Linked DNA regions of Gossypium hirsutum: region 1 is linked to region 2. The links are chromatin contacts, called in public Hi-C maps. All regions are on one chromosome and are shown on one strand. Each heading gives the region's core, a stretch centred on a gene start, on an enhancer-like site or on the middle of the called end of the contact. The rest is flanking DNA. Distances are from core to core; before and after follow the strand shown. Region 1 holds the start of LOC107941477 (zinc transporter 7). Region 2 holds the start of LOC107934407.

Region 1 (4,848 bases), core at 882-3,381, 220 kb before region 2:
TTTTTAGGTGCATTAAAGAACTAAACTTTTAGTTTAACTAGTGATCTTCTCAATAATATATATATACAACATTTATTTGAGGAGAAGGGTTTTAGACAACATTTATTTGTTTATTTATAGCATAACTCTGTCCTTATAGCTTGCACCAAAGAGACTTTGTGGCTATAAGCATTGGCTTAAAGACATCTACATCTGATGTAATATTAAACAGTTTAAATTATAATGATATTGACACAAAATTGAAGTTTGCATACTTTTCTGATATATATACTTTGTGATGAGCCCTGCAATCTGGAGTAAACGATCTTAAAGATCAATATTCAAGCCTTGTTGCCTAAATTCTTTGCCTAATTTTTATAATTGATTGAATAAGTGTTGATTCACTATAAACTCATCAGTTGAAGCATAAAAAAAAAAAAGATTAAAAAACTACAAAAAGACATGTATATGTTGAAATGACTAAGCCCATTTTGCCATCAAAGACATAAATCCAGCACCAAGTAAAACTGCAACATATGACCAAGCCTGGAGCTTCATATTTGTTTGAAGCTTAGGGCCCAGAAAATCAGCTGCAAGGAGATCAACCAGTGCCATGTAATTCAGCAACCCTGCTGAGCAAGCATTAAGTAGTCCCACCACCATAAGTGAAGTTGGACTCGTCTCACTGTAAACCTTGGACAAACCAATTCCCAGAACTATTCCAAGTGGCGTTGTGGCTGAAAAGAAGAATACCATGATTGCTTTCATTTTTATCTCATATTCAGCCTGCACATATCAAACATAATGTTAATCAATATTGTACACTAAATGGATGTTTGAATGAGAAAATAGTGCAATGTAGGGGGTTACCTGCAGTATGCATCCACCAAGTCCCATCCCCTCAAACATTTGATGGAAGCAAAGGGCAGCAATGAGTGATCGAATGGTGCATTGATTGCCAGAGGCTCCCATTGCAAGACCAATCACCACTGAATGAACTACAATTCCCAACTCTAATACCTACATTTAGGAAATATATAATGTAAAGACTTGAAAAGCAAAACCATTGAATTTGAGGATTCAATATACCTGAGCAATAACTCGATGCCTTAACAATTGTGATGATACGTCGTCATTCATCTCAAGTGAATGGCTATGGCCATGTTCAAAATTATCGATTGGTACAACGTTCGTATTTTCCAATCCACCACCATTGTTAGCATCCGCCATTAAAGCTTTACCGCAACGTTTCTTGTATACACTCATTGCAAATGAATCCACCATAAGGGTCAACACAGCCGACAGCATTGCGACGAAGGTTGTGAAAGGGAACTTCCTCCATGGGTTTTCAGGCAAACACCCGGACATAAGGTCGTTGAAAGAATCCGGTAGCACGTGCATGTACCCAGTCGCTAGAATAACACCGGAGGAAAATGCCTTGACAATGGTGAACAAGTTTCTGTCGGGTTTAAGTGACGGAACCTGACCAGAAAACAATGGTAGACACACGCCAATCATGCTGGATAGTAAAATTGCGACAATGGCAATGATTTTTAGCTTCATGGATTCTCTGTAGTTATGGCATCCATTAGTCTTGGTCTCTGCTTCACATTGAGCCAATACAAGTGGAGTAGAAGATGAAAAGACGATGAAAAGAACAAGGAAGATTGAGTTTGCAAGGGATTTTAGAACTGATTTCATGGCTGCCAAGAAAGATTTACGGTTACGTTGGATTGTGAGGCTTAACCGACTGGTTTAGAGGGAATGAATATATGCACTTTATGGCCAAATATTACTCGTATTTTTTTTTGCCTCATTTGTAATTTTTCAGATTTGGTGATATTATTGCAATTAAAATTTCTAATATGTCCTTACTTCGTTTTAGAGGATCGTTGATTAAGTGATAAATTTAACAAGAAATGTGATGGTATTTTGGTATTTTAGCCTCGAAATAAGGAAACCTGTGCATGGCGTGTGATATGTGTGACCCGCCTTAGACTTTCTCGACCTTTGACTTTTCTAATAATACTAAGCACACCTCAGGCGTAAGCCTTTCTGCTAACGTGGAAATTCTTTTTCCATGCAACAATATTATTATAATCAATCTTCAAATGTTGTCTTTAAAATATTTCAAAAAAAAAAGTCATCTTTAAAAGTTGATACGATAAAATGATATTATGAAATAGTACTAGATTAACAATATTGCATCTTTATTTTAAATTATTCTCCCAACTTTAAAATATTTTAAACTATTTATCTCATCCTTTTATTATTGACACTATTAATTTAAAATGATATTTTTAAAGAAAAGTAAAATGTTGTTGATACAACTTTTAAAAATAAAAATTAAAAATAAAGTAAAATAGAAAATGAATGATAGTTTTTGTAATAGCTTCGAAAACCTTGAAATCAATATTTTACAATATATTTATTTTTCTTTAAGTTTTTTATTTTAAATTATGTCTCATAAGATTTGACGTCTCATTTAATGATTTTAACAACAGAAGAACATTATTGATATAATATTGATAATTTGGAAATATAATTTACAATATTTTGAGTTTGAGGACTATTTTAGAATAAGGGCCATAGTTTGGAGATATTTGGTGCAATTAACTCTAATAATAATTACATGACAAAGTTTAAAAAGGTTAAGTTAGAATTTTGGAGATATATTATTGGAAGAAAAGTCAAAATTCATAGACTATAAATATTTTAAAAATGATAAACTAGATTGCGGGTCACTCAACTAGCTTAAATGACTGCATACCTTCCGCTCGCATTATATTCGTTCATTTCCATCAATGCGGTGCTAACAGCCTCGTACACGACATCACCGTATTCATTTCTCAACTCCTTCAGCTTCTCGTCGTCTTCGTCTACTATTTCCTACACTACCGAGTAGCTATCCCCTTAATATATATAAGTTTGAGTAATAAACTGGCTCGATTCTGACATATATGTTTAGCACATTTAGTAAAAAAACGGATTTTCGATAACCGGATAACAGAATAGTTGGTGTATGCACCATACCTGCAAGTTGCCTCGGATATTGATCATCTTAAACGGGTGCCATTTCGGATCCTGCACGTTTTGTTGCCATAATGAACATAATTTAGCACATGTTTCTTGCCAATCTTTGTTCGGGAACTTCCCAGAGCTAGCAACTTCAAAAGCTTTTCGATCGATCTCTCCCATTTTTTTTACTACAAGAGTTGTTCGGCTTGTCAATACATCATTTAGACCCTGCATATCAAGAACCAGAGAAGTCTTCGGTTTAACACTTTCATACCTGATTCCGAAGAGGTATTTCTTGCACCTAAAGAAATAAAACATCCAAGAAAACAAAGGAAAACGAGGAAATACACTTATTGATTCTTTTCGAGCATCTTGCAGTTCTCGATTAATTAAGATTTGTTTCACCGTAAGACAACTGTATCGGCTTTCCATATCTTTCAACGCCTCTGATGTTTCCTCCAATTGTTCCTTTAGAGCAGCAATCTGATCGCTCGTAGTTTTCACGAGTTCAACAAGATCTCGACAAGGCACATTCTCTTTCGGCTGTATCAGATACAATCCACATTGTTGAAAATGTCCACTCGGCAAATCATAACCATAAAATAAATAGGTAACAAAATGTATACAAAAAATGTTTAATTTACAATAAAATTAACCTGGGATGAAAATGGCTTAACGTTGCCGTTTGTCTTCTTTTTCTTCTTCTTCTTGCTGTAAACTTAGGGGGGAAAACTGGCGGCGTTAGAGAATCATCAAGATATATGAAGGATAACACTTGTTTTCCCGAGAAATATTTTCCATATTTTGCTTTTATTTCCCTTAGGTCGATTTAGTTTCCATATTCAACTTCCCTTCATTAAATAAGATCTCAAAAAGTTAGTATTTTTATTCATTATTGCCATTTTATCTTTATCAAATCTGAAATTTTTGAATATATATAAACAATAATTAGTCAAATTTGGCATTAATATATTACCAGTAATGCTGGTAAAATTTTAGAACATTCGGCACCAATATATTACCAATCTGAGTAATGTACCATTTAACAGCACTTACGTTCTTAACTTCATATATATATATGTATGTATGTATGTATGTATGTATGTATGGTTGAAGCTGATTAATAGGAATTCAGCTTGCATCCCAATATAATGTACACAAAATTGCCTTACTTCATAATATTGTTAGTACATAGATTAACATAGCAATGGAACTCATAATATGACACCCAGATTTTATAGATTAATACATCATAAAGCTATTCAACTAACAGTGCATGTAGTCTGTAATGCGAATCATATAAGCATTAGCCTCGTATGGCCAAAGTGTTCCCATATATTATGTTCTTATCTGGTTCTGAACACATTAAGCTTATCCGAGCCTAAATTGATCCGGTTCCCGTAATAAAAGCTAAGTTTGGGGTTCAAATCCTGACATTTATATAGATCAATCAATGGGTACCAAACGATTCAATTAACACATAGTATTCTGCTCACTACATACACATATATAATCTAAAGTACCTTCAGCAAACGCAAGGCGCAACGCAGCATTCTTGCCCTTCAACTGTCTCACGGTTACATTATATTGAAGCTCCCAACCCCACAGATTACAGTCCTTGGGAGTTAATTTTTGCCATGAGGCCATTGATGAGTCCTCGAAGAGTTGCGGTCATCTCGTTATATTCACGTTCCATTTGGGACAACTGTTCTTTTCTGCAATTAATATCGTATATGAGACTGCAAACAAGCCTGCAATCATTCTTCAGCTCCTCCTCGTAGTTGGTGTTCTCCATTTCAATGGAAGATTTAAGTGCCTGCAAATATCATTATCAAATCACATAAATGGATT
Region 2 (5,315 bases), core at 702-3,201:
GTATACTCTACAGCTTTAGCTACAATAGAGCCAACGATGGCAATAACAATCTCCATCGAGAGAGCAAACTGAATAACCACGGCGACAACAAAGACCAAAACTTGAATTATCTTATATAGTTTTTAAAAAGAACACATTTGCATAATCTTAAAAATATAAATATGAGATTAATGTTTTACTTTATGACAATTAAAGTAAAGTAATTTTGTTAATAGATAATCTTTTATTAATATAGACATATATCTAACTATATTTTTTTAATAATTATCTTTTTTTGAAGGAATAGTTTTTTTATTTTTTTGCTAAGCCTTGAAGGAATAATTTGTCTTTTACACTTTGAATAAATTTTACAACACATCTTTTAAAAAATAGTTTTCTAATTATTATTTAAATTATTTTCAACTAATTCAAAATTATACCTATTTCTTATATTTTGATTAAACAGGTGATTGTTTGGTGTACTGTTTTTTTTTTCTACAAGCAGTATCAAAGTATTTTGTTAATTTAGTTCAAAACAATTATATATAAAATATATATTTAATGTTTGAATATTTAATTTGTTTTTTAAATGATTTTTCATTTAATTTTAGTACCCTATCAAACCATTTTTCCAACCGTTCACCATAAAATAGACTTGATCATGAGTCGAATTACAAAGTCCATCCAAAACATAAAGAGTTTAGGTAATAATATAAACCCAAAAAATAAGCTTCGAACAAAAAAAAGATTCGCGTTTGAAATAGGCCGAGGCTCAGACAAGATTTTTTTAGTTTGGACCTGACCCGAATTTAACTATTTTTTTGCTGCTGTTTACTGCTTTTATGTTGTTGTTTTTTACTGTTATGTTGTTATTTTGCTACTGTTTTACTCTTATATTACTACTATTTTGCTACTATTATTTAGATATTGTATAGCTCTTATTTTATTTTTAATTTTGCTATTATTTTAGAAATATTTATTTGCTAAGTTGCAACTATGTTAGTGTTAAGTATAAAATTTTTATTTAACATATTTCAATTTGTTGAGAAACATTTATTTTAATATTTTTAGAGTATTTGTTGTATTATATTTTTTAGATTTATTTTTATATAAAGAAATAATCTAAAAAATTAATATGGATGGGTTTAAATTTAGTTTTTTTTTTTCATCTGGGTTAAACTTAAGCAAAAATGTTGTCCCCATTTTTTTAGTTGAGCCAAGTCCTAACCTGAAAAATAAATCTAAAATTTTTATATTGACCCAACTCATGATTATTAGATCTACTACAAATCCTCTTCTACACAATAAGTCAGTACTCAACCTCTTAATAACCATATTGCAGTATGTGGAAGGCACAAGTTGTTGATAGATCACAAACAAAAGTGCTTATGCAGCTTTCCTCATAGTCACCCCTTCTTATCCCTTTTTTCCACGAACTTTAAAGAGTGTTTTCCACAATTTTTTTAATGGATTTTACTGAAAATATGTTTTCTTTTTAATTCTGAATTTTTATGTAATTTTAAAAAGTAAAGATCAAATTAAGGCTAAAATATTTATTTGATCTTTTTATATTTGTCAGGTCAACAACACTAAGGGTAAATTTGAACGGAAAGATGAAGATTTTAAATCCAAAAAGTGCAGGACTCAAAATCTTAAAGCTAAAAAGATTTAAAGCATAAAAGAAGTCCATTTTCATGGTTAAAACTGCCTGCCTAAGCTTATTTATACGGACAAGTATTTCAAAAGAGTAAGAGCAAAGCAGATGGCGTACCTTTTGGCTATGATCAGTAACTTATAATTTTCCCCCTTCTGTCTTTTTTTCTTTTTCTTAACAGAGCAAACCCAGAAAGTAGTGATTTGAGAAAGATGACTTCATTTTACTTTAAAAGAAAGGAAGTCTCGTGGAAACAGCTCAGTAATGACTAGCCAACTAGCCTAAAATGTCGTATACCAAAACATATTTTAATGGGAAAATATTCTATATACTCGCAACTTTCGCTTTTACCAACTAAGCAAAGTGGTTTTCCTTCTTCTTTTTTGCTTTTTAAGTTTTGAGATGGAAAGAAAATGAGATTAAGTTTAATTATAGGATTAGTAAATGACAATTACATCTTTATTAATTTCATGGTTTTCTTAACACCCCAATTTATATACATATAAATATTTAATATGTTTGCACTAACTCGGATGAATTGGTGCAAATATATACTTGTTTTTGACAGAAATGTTGACAATCATAAAATATATAAATGATTTTTTACTCTAATTATCTCTATTTATAACTCTAAACTAAACAGAAATAAATTTAATTTATTAAATTGATTGATTACATAAAATTTATATCTATATAAAAAAATCTATATAGTTTAGATGTAAAATATACTGAAATAGAAAATAAACTAGAAAATAAAAAAGACATATGTTCGATCCCTAAAATAAGTTATTAAATAAATGAATTATTAAGCATCCATGTATTAAATAAAGCTTTTGAAAGGTAGAGTGAATGAGTTGAACCAATTGCATGAGTAGTTTCATGCAAGGTCATTTTCCATTTTTTTATTTTTTATTTTTTATTTTTTCTGCCTTTTTTGCTTTTTCTTTCTTCAACCAACTATTTCTCATATAATATCTTTTTGGAAATTTTATCTAAAATGGGCAGCTAGAATCAAAGAAAGCACACCACTGCCAAAGTAGAAAAAGACATGCAATAAGGAAGGATGTTTTCAACGCTTACATAGTTATAGGAGCCGACAGTATCCGGTCCGTAAAATAAAAAAAAATATTATGTATAATATTTATAATTTATAAAATTTTAAATTAATAAAAATAAGATTATATTTGGTTCTTCCTTAAAATGATAAAAAAATTAATTCTTTAAATATTATAAAAACTATTAAATTAATTAAATTGTATATTTTCATATTAATTCCGGTCTCTCAAAAACATTTTCTGACTCCGCCGTTATTAATATCATCTTTGAGAGACACACTATTAATTAATTTATATGTATGTCATTAATAATTATAAAAAATTGACATATATAAATATCTTTAATAACTTTTAAAATTAATTGTTGTAATTACATCTTGATCATTTTTAAAATTAAATACTCAAACATTAATTATTTTTATTTTTATTAAATTAAAATATCAATTATTCTTATTGGTTGCATTTTAATTCAAGAAAAACTAAAAAAAAACCCTACTTGATTTTCATTCCACGTTTCCACAAGTCACAATAAAAGATTTTTTACGTTAATAATATAATATAAAATAAATAAATACAGGATAGGATAAAGAGATTAATATTTATGAGAATAGTGAAATGAAATAGTTAAACGACAAGACGTCTTGTTTGTAAACAACAAATTGCAATAAAATTATGAAATGGGTAGTTTAGAAGGAGAGGAAGGCAAATTGTATATTGTTAATTACCATATGGGTGAAGGAATCTGATAAAATTAAAAGAATGCCAGTTGTTCCATTGGGAATACTTGAAAAGAAAGACGGTAGAAGATTAGAATATTGAGATGGTGTTAACAATATTCCATGGAAGAAGAACCCAAGGTAAATGAGGGGAAAGGAACCATAAACAATTAATGTCTTACTGAAATTAATGTAATAAGGGGGATTTAGGGTGAAATTTATCCTTTTAAAGTTTGAATCAACCGCCAATTAAAACGAAAAACTTACATTTAAGGCCCCTGGAGTTTTTAGATCATCACATTTTAGTTTAGTGTCGTCGATTGATCAGGTTGCACCCGAAAATTTTTTTAATAAAGTGGTGCCGTCGATTGGTCAAGTGACACCGATATTTCACTATTTCATTTGCCTATTGTCATAAATATTAATCCCCTTATCTTATTCTGGTATTTATTTATTTATTTTATTTTATTAATGTAAAAAGAAAAACCCCAATGAAGTGTTCATAATAATTAATTCTCAATATGTAATATTGATTTTCAAATATAATGTTGACTATATTTAATAAAAATTAAAAATAAAATAATGTAATCGATTGCATGTTTGATATTATTTCACTATTATAACGTTAAATTTTGAAGATATTATTCGCTAATTTATGGTTAATATTAAAATTTTATTCCTTCAATTCTCTATAAACACAAATAAAAATATCTCTTATATATTACTAATTTAATTTATAACTTTAAACAACTTCAAATGTTAAATTTACTATAATTTTTATTCCATTTTTTTTAATTTCTCGATGTATCTATTAGAGTGAGCCCAGTAACTAACACTCCGCATTCTATAAGCCGATTAACGGGGTAGATGCTGGTCACAAGTTTTAAAGTTGTTCCATACTCAAAACAACGATCGAACCATTAACCACTAATTACAATAGAAAAGGCTCTTACCATCTCAAGTGTATAATAGTTGACAAAGATGTAAAAAGAATTAGTAATTTTTAGTTTTACGAAATCAACCTCATGTGTACACTTTATAATTTATTCTTTTGCCATTTTACAAATAATAGTTAATCTATATTTTATTTAACATATATTCCCAACAAAAATTGTTCAACCTAATTATTGTATACTCAATATTTTTACCTTTTCTATTAAGATAATGGTATCCAACATGAAGTCAGAAAATTGTTTTGGACGGAATTAAATTGTATATTTTTGCGATAATAAAAATATAATTTTTATCATTTTAATAATCTATATATTTATAATTTTTGAAAGGTTAAATCATTTTTTTATCAATTTTAGGGGAGAAAAGTACAATTTTACCATTACTAATTTAAAATTTTATAAATTATAAAAGACTTAAATGAAAAATATTCTATTTTAGAGGGACCGGGGCTTCACCACTAATCATGTCTATTTTTCATTAAATTATTGACCTAAACTTTAAATCATTTTTGTAAATTTTTGTATTTTTTACCTTATAGGAGTCTTTCATTAGATTGTATGCAATAGAAACCACCTCTACTCAATTTAAACAGTCCATCAATTGAACAAACTATTAAAAATTAAAAATTTTATATTTTAAAAAATCAACTCGATCGTTTGTTCAACCGATTCGTAGATCAACTAGTCTAAATACTTATTTTAAATTGAGGCAATCTAAACTCGAAATTATCCAAATTCTAAATAGTCAAACTTAAACCGGTCCAAATAGGAGTTAAACCTAATCCGAAGAGAGACCGATATGAACCCATTTGTCACTAGTACATAGACCTCGTTTGCTTAGAGAAGGATATTAGGGAATGGCAAAGTCTTTTCCCTTTCTGCATGAAATTATGGTCCCAATGTAAACGTTTGTGTTTTATTAGCAAATAAAGGGTAAGAAAAAACGAGGCAACTAAAT

Evidence for each region. A called contact is a pair of places that touch in the nucleus more often than the background predicts.
Region 1: a contact with region 2 is called in a Hi-C map of leaf, with 5 times the contacts expected there. The contact joins the promoter of LOC107941477 here to the promoter of LOC107934407 in region 2. A contact is called at or near these places in 2 of 34 Hi-C or Micro-C datasets (callus and leaf).

The regions. Positions count from the first base shown.
Region 1 is chrD10:64,488,271-64,493,118 of Gossypium_hirsutum_v2.1, reverse strand. LOC107941477 (zinc transporter 7) reads right to left here and starts at 2,131. Exons shown (of 3, transcript XM_016875044.2): 1 at 1,069-2,131; 2 at 850-999; 3 at 199-765. The coding sequence starts at 1,680. The coding sequence ends at 460. LOC107941484 (factor of DNA methylation 1) reads right to left here. Exons shown (of 6, transcript XM_016875053.2): 2 at 4,521-4,813; 3 at 3,654-3,715; 4 at 3,346-3,540; 5 at 3,013-3,225; 6 at 2,631-2,873. The coding sequence starts at 4,644. The coding sequence ends at 2,862.
Region 2 is chrD10:64,269,115-64,274,429 of Gossypium_hirsutum_v2.1, reverse strand. LOC107934407 reads right to left here and starts at 1,951. Exons shown (of 10, transcript XR_005919913.1): 1 at 1,751-1,951; 2 at 1-68. LOC107934400 (factor of DNA methylation 1) reads right to left here. Exons shown (of 8, transcript XM_041103603.1): 8 at 4,971-5,235.